Linked DNA regions of Rattus norvegicus: region 1 is linked to region 2. The links are chromatin contacts, called in public Hi-C maps. All regions are on one chromosome and are shown on one strand. Each heading gives the region's core, a stretch centred on a gene start, on an enhancer-like site or on the middle of the called end of the contact. The rest is flanking DNA. Distances are from core to core; before and after follow the strand shown. Region 1 has its middle 38 kb from the start of Osbpl11. Region 2 holds the start of Osbpl11 (oxysterol binding protein-like 11).

The links. Hi-C and Micro-C count contacts between places; a contact is called where the count stands out from the background.
Region 1: a Hi-C map of liver shows a contact between it and region 2, with 3 times the contacts expected there. The contact joins the enhancer-like site here to the promoter of Osbpl11 in region 2. A contact is called at or near these places in 5 of 12 Hi-C or Micro-C datasets (Schwann cells, kidney, liver and 1 more).

The regions. Positions count from the first base shown.
Region 1 is chr11:81,136,023-81,142,612 of GRCr8, reverse strand. No RefSeq gene overlaps it. Among named protein-coding and RNA genes, the nearest start is that of Osbpl11, 38 kb to the right of the region's middle. Within about 2 kb of position 3,657, at least 20 of the 93 cell types and tissues checked have an H3K27ac peak or open chromatin away from gene starts, as enhancers often do. A contact at or near this core is called in liver, where this site is marked.
Region 2 is chr11:81,097,645-81,104,534 of GRCr8, reverse strand. It overlaps Osbpl11 (oxysterol binding protein-like 11), which reads left to right and starts at 3,236. Exons shown (of 13, transcript NM_001107090.2): 1 at 3,236-3,877. The coding sequence starts at 3,681.

The DNA of each region.
Region 1 (6,590 bases), core at 2,408-4,907, 38 kb before region 2:
TATTTAAAAGTTGTTATAGGGATCTGGAGAAATAGCTCAGCGGTTAAGAGTACTTACTGCAGGCTGGAGAGATGGCTCAATGGTTAAGAGCACCAACTGCTCTTCCAGAGGTCCTGAGTTCAAATCCCAGCAACTACATGGTGACTCACAATATAATAAATAAATAAATCTTTTTTTAAAAAGTGCTTGTTGCTCTTGCATGGGACCAGAATTCAGTTCCCAGGACCCTTGTTGGAGAAGTTGTAACATCTTGTAACACCAGCCTAAGGGGATCCTGTGGCCTATGAGAACACCTATGTTTACTTAAACATACCCCTCAAACACACACACACACACACACACACACACACACACACACACACACACACACACACACACACACACATAATTTAAAGTCCCTAAACATGAAAAAATATTGTTCTAAACAAAAAGAAATCAAAATTTTGTCTTTTTCTTTTTCTTTTTTTTTTTCTTTCGGAGCTGAGGACCAAACCCAGGGCCTTGCGCTTGCTAGGCAAGCGCTTTACCACTGAGCTAAATCCATAACCCCGCCACTTGGCATATCTAAGACTTTAGTTCACTGTCCCTGACTAAATTCAGAATGTTGTTAACCATCGATACTACCCATGATCCTCTCACCATCCGAACAGGTGCAGCAAGAACTCCCTGCAGCAACTAGGGCTCCGTAATCGGCCTTGATGCGGTGATTTTGCATATGCTAGATATTCAGAATGGCTGTTGGTTTTGGTCTGGTGTGTTTCACTTAACAAATGTTGTGAGGGCCTTGGACATTCTGCCTTGTTATTTGGTTTTGTGTGTGTGTGTGTGTGTGTGTGTGTGTGTGTGTGTGTGTGTGTGTGTGTGGGCATACTCACCTGTGTGTGCACACGTAGAAGCCAGAGGCCATTGTGGGGCCTTTCTTCTACCATGCTCTGCCTTACTGACGAGAGTCCCTTGTTGAGTCTGAAGCTTGGCATTTTGGCTAGTCTGGATGAGCAACAAGCCCTCAGGCCCTGTACCCCCCACCACCCCAGCTCTGAGGTTAAGGAACCATCATAGCCAGCTTTCTACAGTGCTGGAGATTCGAACCCAGGCCCTCAGGCTTGTACAGCAACAAACACCTCGCCCACTGAGCCCTTCCCAGCCCCTAGTTTTTCAATTTTTGAGGCAAAGCCTCATTACATAATTTAGGCTGGCTTTGTACTTGTAGCAATTCTCCTGCCTCAACTGCATAATATCCTGTTCTACATGCTACTTTATCCCTCCATGTGCCAGTTCCACTGGTGAACATGTGAGTTCTTTCTGCTTTCTGGTTATTGTGAACAATCCAAATGTCCTTCGATCTGTTTTTTTTTTTTTTTCTTTTTTCCGGAGCTGGGGACCGAACCCAGGGCCTTGTGCTTGCTAGGCAAGCGCTCTACCACTGAGCTAAATCCCCAACCCCCTTCGATCTGTTTTAAATGGTACTAGACACTGTCTGTATGAGGACTGGAATTCCTACGTCTTCTTCTAAGGTTAACTTGCTGAGGAATTACCAGACTGGCCTGCAGTCACCCCAGCATTCCCCATTCCCAAGCCATGTCCTTACTAATGCTTGTTATTCACTTAAAAGGAGCTGGGTCTGGGGTTCATGCTTGTAACTCCGGCACTCTGGAGACTGAGGCAGATAGATCTCTGTCCCTCGCGACCTCGTCAGTAAGAAAATACGTGGGGACATACGAATCCTTGCTTCAGCTAAAACGTTTATTGAATCTTAAGGAGAGCCCCGCGTGCCGGCATGGCGCGGCTTATATACACCCTAGCGCAGCGCATCCACACCTGATTGGTTGCTTACCCATGATCTCATTAGGCACGCCCCGGAGTGGGCAAAGACCTGGCACGAAGGCACTCTTGCACATGCGCACACAGTTAACTTCCTGAAAGGAAGTTGGCTGGCGCGGCGGAGGCCAGCGCCATCTTGTAATGGCGAAAGCTATCCTGGCCTTCCACATGGGGCACAATGGAAGCCAGCGCCATCTTGTGGTGGCGAATGTTATAGTGGCCCTCTACAGATCTCAATTTCAAGGCTAGCCTGGGCTCCATAGTGAGATTTCATCTAAAAGGAAACATGTATAAGTCTATCCTATCAGATATGAAGAGATTTTGAATTGCATCTCTCTAGTGAAGTTTAGCATTTTTCCCTGTGCTCTTTTTTTTTTTTTTTTTTTTTGGAGCTGAGGACCGAACCCAGGGCCTCACACTTGCTAGGCAAGCGCTCTACCACTGAGCTAAATCCCCAACCCCTTCCCTGTGCTTTTTGACAGTTTCTATGTCTTCTTTGGAGACATGTGTATTTCAGTCCTCACCATCTGTGTTAGGGTTGTTTGTGACTTGTTGATTTATTTTTTCTTAATATGAAGTAATATGTTCCCCAACTGCATTTTAATAATTTGATTTTAGTTAAATATTACAGATAGAGAAGGGAGTACAGCATAGAGAGATTTCTCATACCATGAAGACAGACAAAATGGATAGGAACTTTGGACTCCATGGCTTCTTTCCATTATATCAAAGGCCTCTGCACCCCAGGGTTCAGGGACATGCTGGGACAGAGTCATCCCTGTAAGTTTTGCTGTTCACCACGCTGGAGAGTCCTGGGTAGAAGTCACTTGTCCAACAGTCCCTGGATTAGATGCTTGTGTGATGGGAGCAGCAGACAGATACACTGGCCAGTACTCACTAGGGAGAAACTTTATGTCATTCTCAGTGCTGGGGTCCAGTGGGCAGAAGTAGACACCAGAGAGTCCACAGTTTGGGCCATGCTGGGTTGGACTTTGTGCAGGCAGATCTTGGTGACAGAGCTGGTGTCACTTGGTGGTGACATTGCCACTTCCCACTGGCTGCTAATGGTTGGGATTAAGTCAGGGTGTAGCCGGATGCTTGGCTACTTCATGGGTTCCCTTTTCTACCTCCCTACTCCGCCCTTTTCCCTTGAAAGCCACACCTCCCAACACTAGGTAGGAGAGAAGGTTAGAGGGGAAAGGGGGCATCAATATCATTCAACTACTTCAATTAACTATGGGCATTGAATTCCTTGGGGCAAGTTTGATCTTTGTAATCAGGATACCAGCAACCAGGAGCAGGAGGAGCAGCAGGAGGAACAGCCCCCCTTGGGGCTGTAGCATGTTTATACTTTCTCAAGAGTTCCCAGAATTCCAAATGTCCTGTCAGACACTTGCAGAAACCGTTTGCAGCTGGCAAAAGCATGCCTCTGCCAGAGCAGGAGGCAAATCATCGTAGCTGCTGTGGACGATCTAAAACAGCCCCACATCTGATACCCGGACTTAGAACAAAAACATAGCCCTATAACATTTCTGTGATTTTAAAGAAGCCAAAATCCTTATGACACAGGGTGTTCCTGTGCAGCCATAGTGACCATCAGCTTGTCATCTATCAGGACACCACTCCTGGCAGCCGTGGAGGAATCTGCAGACACCTCACTGGGCTCTTGGTCCTGTAGGCTCATGGCCAGTGCTACAGCTCCACAGAGTGCAGGGTTCTTTGTTTTGTTTTAAGCAACTATGAAAGCTGCTACTCTAGGTTACAGACAGACCGTGCATTCAGTTTTACTCGCAGCCTCGAGTTCCACCCAGCCTCAGACGATAGGCTGTGTTCCTTTCTAAATTCCAGGCCAGATGGGAAAACAGATTGCTCAACCAGAGCGGAGGTCCTTCTGGTCCTTGCAGATCTTAAGATAGAGCAACCGGAAAAAAAAAAAAACAAAAAAAACCCAAAAAACCAACCCCAGAGTGAAAACAAGAAGTGAAAGCTGGGAAGAGAAGCCTTTCAGTGATCTGTTTTACTGTTCCTCCCTCGCCAACCCAACAGATGTTCCTTGGGCTTTGTGTGGGGCGCGCATTATGGTGGAGCTGGGTGTGCGGCAGGCAAGGAGGTCTCCAAGCAGGCAAGACACAGCTTCTGAGACCGGATGCACAAGGATCCCAAAAGACATCCATGCCCTAATCCTGGGACCCGGGAACCCGTTCAGTGCCTGGCACCCAAAGGCTCATACAGGTTAGGCATTTGATGCCCCATTGAGCCGTATCCCCGACTCAGATGAAGAATTTTCAGATGGGATATTTCTCTCCATCAGCTGAGTGAGTCTAATGTAATGACGGGGGTTTTTTTGTTTGTTTGTTTGTTTGTTTTGTTTTGTTTTTGTTTTTGTTTTATAAGAAGGAGCCCAGGGGCTGGAGAGATGGCTCAGAGGTTAAGAGCACAGACTGCTCTTCCAGACGTCCTGAGTTCAATTCCCAGCAACCACATGGTGGCTCACAACCATCTGTAGTTAGATCCGATGCCCTCTTCTGGTGTGTCTGAAGACAGCTACAGTGTACTTGTATATGATAAATAAATAAATCTTTTTTTTTTTTTTTAAAAAAAGAGGGGTTGGGGATTTAGCTCAGTGGTAGAGCGCTTGCCTAGCAAGCGCAAGGCCCTGGGTTTGGTCCCCAGCTCCGGAAAAAAAAAAAAAAAAAAAAAAAAAAAAAAAAAAAAGAAGGAGCCCAAAGGGTTGGGGCTAAGGCTCAGTAGATAAACATTATGGGTCCCTGTACACACATGAACACATGTGCGCCCCTCCCACAGGAGGCTCAGCATGTCAATCATGGTGTTGAGGTAGCTTGGGGGTAACGATGCAACACAGTCAAGCCTGGTGCCCTGAGCTCACACACAGGGCGGACATCAAGAACGGACTCTTGCGAGTGTTCTCTGGCCCCAGCACAAGCACCATGGAGCACCCACACTTATACTTACATACATGGTAAATAAGTAAATAAATAAACATAAACACCTTAATAAAAATACAACATTGAAAACGAGCTACCCAAACAGAGCCGAATTAGGGTCAGAGGCAGGTTAGACAATAGCTTTGGGGCAGAGGTTTTGTTTTGTTTTGTTTAGATTTATTCATTTATTATATATAAGTACACTGTAGCTGTCTTCAGATGCACCAGAAGAGGGCATCAGATCTCCTTACAGATGGTTGTGAGCCACCATGTGGTTGCTGGGAATTGAACTCATGACCTCTGGAAGAGCAGTCGGGTGCTCTTAACCACTGAGCCACCTCTCCAGCCCGGGGCAGAGGTTTTTAAACAGGGACATGGAGTTTCAGGGTTACCCTGTTGTCCTTGCCATGAGGGAAGAGCCACTTAAAAACACATCCTATGGCCAGCCAAGATGGCTCCACAGGTAAAAGTACTCGCTATGTAGTCCTGATGTCCTGAGGATCAGGTCATGAATTCACCTGTTCGGTCTACACACACACACACACACACACACACACACACACACACACACACACACACACACACTAAATAAACAAACAACAAAACCAAAACCCACTTCTGTTTAGTTAGGCATGCCGGTGGGAGAGGCAGGACTTTGGAATGAGGAAGAGGAGGGAAGGATTAGAGGCTCTGTCTTCGAGAAGGTAGAACGGGCTACCCTTCCCTCTCTTGCTATCTTATATGGCACTGTCCTGTTCTTCCTTCCCCAGGTCCCCAACTGCAGGGTACTCTTTTCCCACCCCACCCCTCCCCTCGTGCCCTGTGTTGCACCAGTGTGTATCAGCCAGAGAAGCAAGGATGTTTCGTTTTGTTCCTGCTCAGTCACAATCCAGCTCTCTTGGGTAGATCACGCTTGGTCATCTTCTTCTGCTTCCTTGCGCAGCACAGATAACCTGTGTAGATCCATCTTATCAAGTATGCTTGGCTTGCACGACCTCTAGTGGCCACAGCACAACGGTCCCAGGTCTCCTGCCCACAGGAGCTCACTGGCACCGGATGGAAAGCTGGGAGCTGGGGTTTGTAGGCGAGACAGCCATAACTTTGAAGTACTAGAAAACGTAGCTGTGGCTCTCAGGAAAATTCATCAGCAGTGGGGGGGGGGGGGGGGGGGGCGGGGTAGATCCCTCGGGCAAGCAGGGGAACAACCTAGTGGCTTCATGGTTCTGTTCTAGGTGCTTTCAATGGCTGCGTCACGCGCCTGCCTCTGGGTTCCATGAGATAACACCATACAGAGACTTGCAAAGATTCTCCCCTTTCCCTTCAGCCAAGTTTAGCTGAATTTTGTCATGAGAGCTGGACAATGTCAGCCAATTTAGAAAATAAAGCTCTGTGGGGAATTGTCTCTGGAGACAAGCCGTTCCCGTTTCGGAGGGTGCTGCTGGGTTCCCTCTGCCCTTTCACAGGACAGGGGCCAGAAAGCGTTCTTGCCGTGTTGATTGCTCTAGGGTTTTGGTTGGTTTGGATTTTGATCTTTCCTGTAGCTCAGCTTTGAAGCTGAGTCTCGTGCAGTGAGGATTAACCTGGAACTCCACACCTGAAGATGACCTTGGACAAACAACCTCCCTCTAATCACCTTCCTTGCTCCTGCTCTCCCAACTTCAGTCTGTCCTCTGGAGGTAACCTGTGCTACAGGGTAAGTCTAAATGTTTTTCTGAATGGACTTCGAGGGTATATTTGTCTTAGATGAATTTAATCACATGAAAGCGAAACAGGAAAACGGCCTCCAATAGAGAAAGTTAACAGAAATAGAACCACTTAGTGTCC
Region 2 (6,890 bases), core at 1,987-4,486:
GAGTTTGAAGGTTTCCCTTCAGGACCCCATGATGTGGGAGCTCTCTCCTCTCCTAACACAGCTCCTCCCCGGACCTCTGAAGGCTTTCTTTCCCCCTACAGGGTTCTACCATGAAGTCTGTGGCAAGATCATCTATCTCTCTCCACTACTGCTCGTCTCTTTTGGGCCCAGTCAAACCTTGTCCCAACTATTGAGGCTCACACTACTGAGGCACACACACACACCCTGGCTATGAGGCTGCCACTCACCTCTCTCCAGCTGTGGGGCTCTCACCTCTCTCCAGCTGTGGGGCTGTCTCTCCCTCAGAATGGTGATGTTGTGTTCCCTCCTCTCCCCAGCTTGCTTGCCCTTTCTCTTTGTTTCTAACAGCATTGAATGTACAGTAAGATCCAAATTTCCTGCCTTTCTCCACCCTCACTCCATACCACTTTCCATGTCCTGCTCTAGGCTTCCAGGTGCCCACTTCATGGAGTAAGTACAGATGTTCATCCTTTAACATCCTTGTCTTCTGTTGGTATTCTGTCTAAGCTCCACCCCCACAGCTACCTGGGAACAGCCAGGTGCTCCGCCCCACAGTTGCCTGGCAACAGCCAGCTGTGCCTGACACTATAAAAGGGGCTTCTTGCCCCAACTTCTCTCTCTTGCTCCCCTTCCCCCCCCCCCCCCCCCCCGCTTACTCTGTTCTTTGCTGTTCTTGCCCCCTTCCCCCCCCCCACCCCCACGTGCCCATGGCAGGCCTTTCTCTCCTCTCCTCTTCCTCTCATTAAACCTCTCCATGTGGAACCATGTTGTCTGGGTGTGTTCTGTCCGGGCACTGGCTGAGATTTAACATCTTCCATCATTTCAAATGTTATTTTGTGAGACATCCCTTTATAAATGTTTTCCTTCTTTAAGTCAGGTTCTCCATTGCATCTCACTGATTAGGTTTCCTCCCCAACCAAAGTCCTTTTATTTATTTTTATTTTTATTTGTGGCGGTTACTTCCATATCGTCCAGTGTGATGAACTTAGTAAAACACGCCTTTTAGACAAGAACCCCCACTACACCCAAGGCTGTACCTGATAACCAGAACCCAGTGACATCACTCACTCATGATAACCATCAGACCCAGGACTATGCAGGCAGAGAACTTCATGCAGTTGGTTCCCTTGACGCCATATAAGACCAAGAACAATGTTCTTTAGATTTATTTATTTATTTATTATATATAAGTACACTGTAGCTGTCTTCAGACACACCAGAAGAGGACATCAGATCCCATTACAGATGGTTGTGAGCCACCATGTGGTTGCTGGGATTTGAACTCAGGACCTCTAGAAGAGCAGTCAGTGCTCTTAGCCGCTGAGCCATCTCTCCAGCCCACAATGTTCTTTAATAGTAATCCAACTCTGCCTTCTGTAAAGAGGAGAGTCTTGAATAGAAGGCACTATTGGCTGATACATACCTATGCATTCCACATAGGCCATCATCCCTACGTTCTTTTTGGGTTACACCTTGAACAACTTAAATGGAAATAGGAGACTGCAATTCTGGGCAAATGGGACGGTTACACAGTAAAGTTATCCCCAGGGTTGTCATGGCTGTCCTGGTTGCCAACCTGACTACATCTGGAATGAACTACAATCCGGAAATGGAGGGCACACCTGTGATCCAGATCTTGAGACTGAAAGACACAAGTTTCAGACCTAGATTTTGACATGGAGATCTTGAGGCATAGTGGCCATGAAAAGTTTAGGCCCAGGCAACATAGTATATGCCTTTAATCCCTGGAGACTGGGTTAAGTAGAGATCTCTGAGTTCAAGGTCAGCTTGGGACAAAGCAAGTGTTAGGATCAGGTGTGGTAGTACACACCTTTAATCTAAGCCACACCTTCTGCTGGAGATCTACATAAGGACATTGGAAGAAGGAAGATTCCTTCTTCTTTGACTGCTTGCACTTACTTGCTAGCACATCTATTGGAACCTACTTCTACAGAAGACCAGCTGAAACCAGCCTGGTGGGACTGAGCAACTGCTAGGCTCTTGGACTTCCCGTTCACAGCTGCGCATTGTTGGGTTAGTAGACTACAGACTCATTACAATATTCCCTTAATATAGAGAGACATTCCATATGTTCTGTGACTCTAGAGAACCCTAAGACAAGGGTTATTTCTCAAGTACACCAGTGTGGTTCTTTCAAATAATTGTTACCCAGGTTCATCTTGCCCACTTGGACTAGACTAAGACTTAACTGCAGGCCAAGCCTTGCAGATGGTTGTTGCAGATGCATTGCCCCTGAGTTGTGTCTTAGAGGAATGCTCTTTGATGGGCATAATGGCTCCTTGTAGGTAAAGATTGTCTCCTTTTGTTATGGGGGTGGAGCCTTAACTTGAGGTCAAGCTCAGGGGATAAACAATATGAGAAACTTATTTAGAGACCCTAAACTTCCATTCTAGTAAAAGTTTTCTTTCTTAAATTTGTAGCAAGCCTGGCTATAAACTACTGTTTTTTCTAGTCCTATTAGAAGAATTTGTCTTCTTTTAGCTAAACTCTACTTTGCGTAACTTAATATTTCCTAAGTAAGTTTATTAGTAATTCCTTTATATATCAAGTTCTCCTGCATCACCAAGAGCTCTAATTTCCTTTTCTTTCAGACTGATTTACCTTCATCCAATACCATGCTAGGTTTTTTGTTCCAAAATGACTGATCAGTTGTTTTTTGTCCCCCTTTGTTCTGTAAATTCTTGTTTTTTTAGGTTCCGGTAAAGGCAAGGAAGGAATAGGGCTCTACAAGAGAGTATAGGACCTGTTTAGAAAGGCCATTCCATTCCCTTTGTTTTTCCCTCCTTTCCCACCACCAGCTCCTTTTCTCCCTTGAGACTCCTGTCACCGCCTCCTTTCGGGCACGACTGCCCCAATCAAAGATGGCACCGTCGCTTCAGTTCTAGCGGAAATGAGCTCACGCGACACCGGAAAGGAAGGCGGGGAGAGCTATCAGGCGGGTGGGTGACCGGCTGTGGGTGGGGCGGCAGCCGGGGCCCTGGCTTTTACGTTTAGGGCTAAGAAAGCTCCAGGGAGCAGTTGACTCTGGTGAACTCCGCCGGGGTCCAGGGCTAGGGCTCTTGGAGGAGCCCGTGGTGAACCTTACGCCTCCGGCCCAAGCTGAAGCGGCCTCGGAGCCCGCGTCCCACCCGGCGGCGTCTGCCCGACCCTCCACGGGCTGCGCGCGACCGCTCCGGCTCAGTTCGGGGCTGCGGCGGGAACCGCCGAGCTGGCTGGACGGGCCTTTACTCCCGAGGACCCCGCTGAGGAGAAGAAGCACCGCGGCTGGCCCGACCCCGAGTCCTGAGGTCAGGCCGTGGGCTCCGGGGCTCCCGGGCCGTGGTCCCCGTCCTTGCCCCGCGTTCCCAGGCGGAGGATCGGCGACCTCGCCCGCGCCGCCCGGCTGCTCCTCGGAGTGTGGCACCGAGCCCTCTGGCGGGGTGATTTGTCCTCCTTGTTCTTGCTTGATAGAGGCATCTATTTGAAGGCTATCTGTGCTCTTTAAAACTTTTAACCAAAGTGGAAATGCGTGTCCTCTTTTTCTGGACCACTGTCGGTTTCCACTCTAGCCGAGGTCTGAGATCCCGCTGAGAGTGAAAAAGGGAAAAAGTACCTACAAAATAGCTCTGCACTTGGTCTCTCCCGCCCGAGAAGGGCAGATGAACTTTGGAGTTAAGATGCAGGGAGGTGAGCCCACATCAGTGATGAAAGTCTCCGAGAGTGAAGGGAAGCTAGAGGGCTTGGCCACAGCAGTGACCCCGAACAAGAACAGCGGCAACAGCAGCTGTGGGGGTGTCATCAGCAGTAGCAGCAGCAACAACAGCCGCGGTGGCAGTACAAAAGGCTGGCAGTACAGGTATGACCCTCCAAAGTGATGTTCTAAGGTGGCTCGGAGAGTGTTGGGGTCTGCATAGCCCAGTTGGAAGGCCACTTCCGAAGCGGCTGATAATCTGACTTGGAGATAGAACCCCGATTTCACGAACAGGGTTCACTTTCTTCAGAAATTCGTTCAACAGGTATTTATTTGTTGAGGCCCTCTGAAGAATTCAGAAATGTACCCCAGGATTTTCTCTGTTGCCCAAGGGTTTATCCTTCCTCTGCACTATTTATTTCTGCACTCACTTCTGGTTTTTTTTTTTTTTTTTGCCTCTGTTGTAGCCTGTTTACAAGTAAGCCTGAATGGTTGTTAGAACAGAAACTGTGGAACTCAGCGCTTTCAGAGGCGAATGCTGGACTCGACACTTGAGGAATGATTATACAAACAAGAGTCAGAGAAGACCTTACCCCTTTGGGCGCTTCTGACTTAGAGAAGGGGGGGAGGGTAAAAAGGCAGACAAACAGTAGAACTGGATAACTCTTGAGAAACTCTATATTCGTTACTTTGTACTAATACAAAATGGAAGACTTGGGGAAATAGCAAAAGCTTCATTTTGGTTTTGTTTTTTTTTTAAATTATATGTGTGCGAAGTGTAGGGAGAGATGACTACTCATAATTCTAAGAATGGATGGAGTTAGGGCATCCTATGATGTTGGATCTACACTGGTGAATACTGAAATTTTGGGTAACTGCCTGTTTACTTCTAGTTGGTTTTTGTTTGGTTGGTTTGGTTTTGGATTGTTTTAAGCTCTTTGACTGCACTTGTGAAACTTGGAAGGGGTTAGAACCAAGATTTTGTGAAAGATACATGTTTATCATGAATACTATTCATATATATGAAGGGAGTTTGTATTACAATATGCAAATATGGGCTGGGTGTGGTGGTACTCTCTTTTAATCCTGACACCCAGGAGGCAGGCAGGAGGATCTCTGAGTTTGAGGCCAGCCTCATATCTGCATAGTGAGTTCCAGTACAGTCAGGACTACATAGAGAGCCCTGTATCACTCCCCCCCACCAAAAAAAAAAAACCTAATATGCAATTATATGTGTATGTGAGATATGCAGGCGTAACCTACAGAAATGAGAGAGTGAGTAACTTTTTAATTGGCAAATGGGGATTGAAGTCAGTGAATCTCTCCTTCTTTGTGATTTTTTTTCATTTTATTTTATATATGTATGAATGTTTGCCTGCATGTATGTCTGTATGTTTGCACATGTGTGCATTGTCTGCTGAAGCTAGAAGGCATCAGATCCTCTGGACCTGGACTCATGGACAGTTGTGGGCTGCCACGTGGGCTCTGGGAACCAAACCCAGGTCCTTTGGAAGAGCAGCCAGTGTTCTTAACTACGGAACCATCTCTCCAGCCCCTCTCCCCTTATGTTTTAAGATGAACCATAAGAAAATTCTTTTTGTGGGGATATTTTGATATTCAAGGAAGTAAGGAAAAATTCAAGGAAGCAGAGGTCAGTCTTCTTAAAGTAGTAATTTCTGAAAACCACTCTGAATTAAAGTGAAAAATTAAATAGAATTAGAGCAAATACTAGGTGCTCAAAACTCGTGGTCTCCTTCTTAGCTTCTTCCCCCTCCCCCAGGTTTAGAGTCTAAAGATGCTTAAAACAAAATAATAACAATTTACAAAAAGTGATCTAATCCTTTACTCTGGAAAACAATTTGCACTCATTGCTTCTCAGGCAACTCAGACCATTTGCACTGTCCCTACCAAGGAATAAGGAGTGTTTTTATGTCTGTCGTCCACCTGAGTTCCCTGTAAGTACACATGCTTTTAGAATTCTTTCTTGACTTCTTTGAGAAAGCCAGCCCTTTTATCCCCTAGCCAGCTGCACCGGCACCCCACTTTCTTGACTTCCTGACAGTACTTTGTCTGTTTCCCCTCAGTGCCCTGCCCTGCCTCAGCTGGTGGTTGGCCTGGCTTTTCTCTTTTAGTTGCTTTGGTTGGCTTTTCCCCTTTCCAAGGCTGGTCTTACTTGTGCTGTGGGCTTATCTCTTTCTCCTTTCTGACCTCAGCTAATGGAATCTGACGGAGGAAATCTTGCAGGAATGCTAGAGCCAGGTATAGAACTGCTTACCTGAACACTACGAGTCTCACCGTCTCACCGGCAGCTTTAGTCTCCATTATAATCTGATACTCTCTCAGTTCTGAAAATGTACATTATTGCGCACGTGTGTGTGTGTGTGTGTGTGTGTGTGTGTGTGTGTGTGTGTGTGAGTGAGAGAGAGAGACAGACAGACAGACAGACAGACAGACAGATATTTGAGAATGGCTCTCAAGTAACTGGGCTTGACCTGAGTTTGCTATGTAGCTGAGGATGACATTGAACTCGTGATCTTTCTACCTCCAAAATGTTGGGATTATAGCCAGGTCGAAGATGTAAATTGACATTTTAAAATGTTAATTGATATCATTTAAAACATTTCATTAATTTTTAAAAAAAATATATAGGTAGAAGGATTACATATGTGATATATTTGTCTTAAATGCTTGTCTCAACCACCTGGTTTCCCTCCCTGGAGAAAGTATTCTTACTGATTCCTCATTTTGTTTTCTTTTCTTTGAGACAGGGTTTCTCTGTGTAGCCTTGGAACTCATTCTGTAGACCAGGCTGGCCTCAAATTCCCAGCAGTCTACCTGCCTCTGTCTCCCAAGTTTTGTTGTTTTTTTAAACTGTGTGTGTGCATGTCTTTGTAAGCATGTTCCCATGTGTGTGCAGTACGCATGCCTGTGAGCACCTGGAGCCCAGACAGGGCATTGGGTCCCTCAGAGCTGGAGGGACAGATATTTGTAGAATTGGCTTGTTAAGTGGGTGCAGGGACTTGAACTCCAGTCCTCGTTGTTATGTAACACGAAGTTTTAATCACTTTCCTGTCTCTAGCCCTGCCCCTTGCCCCCCTCCTCTCTTTATTTGAGACAGGGTCTTACTATGAAACCCCACATGGCCTGCATTTATTAGGTAGAACAAGCTGGTTTCAAA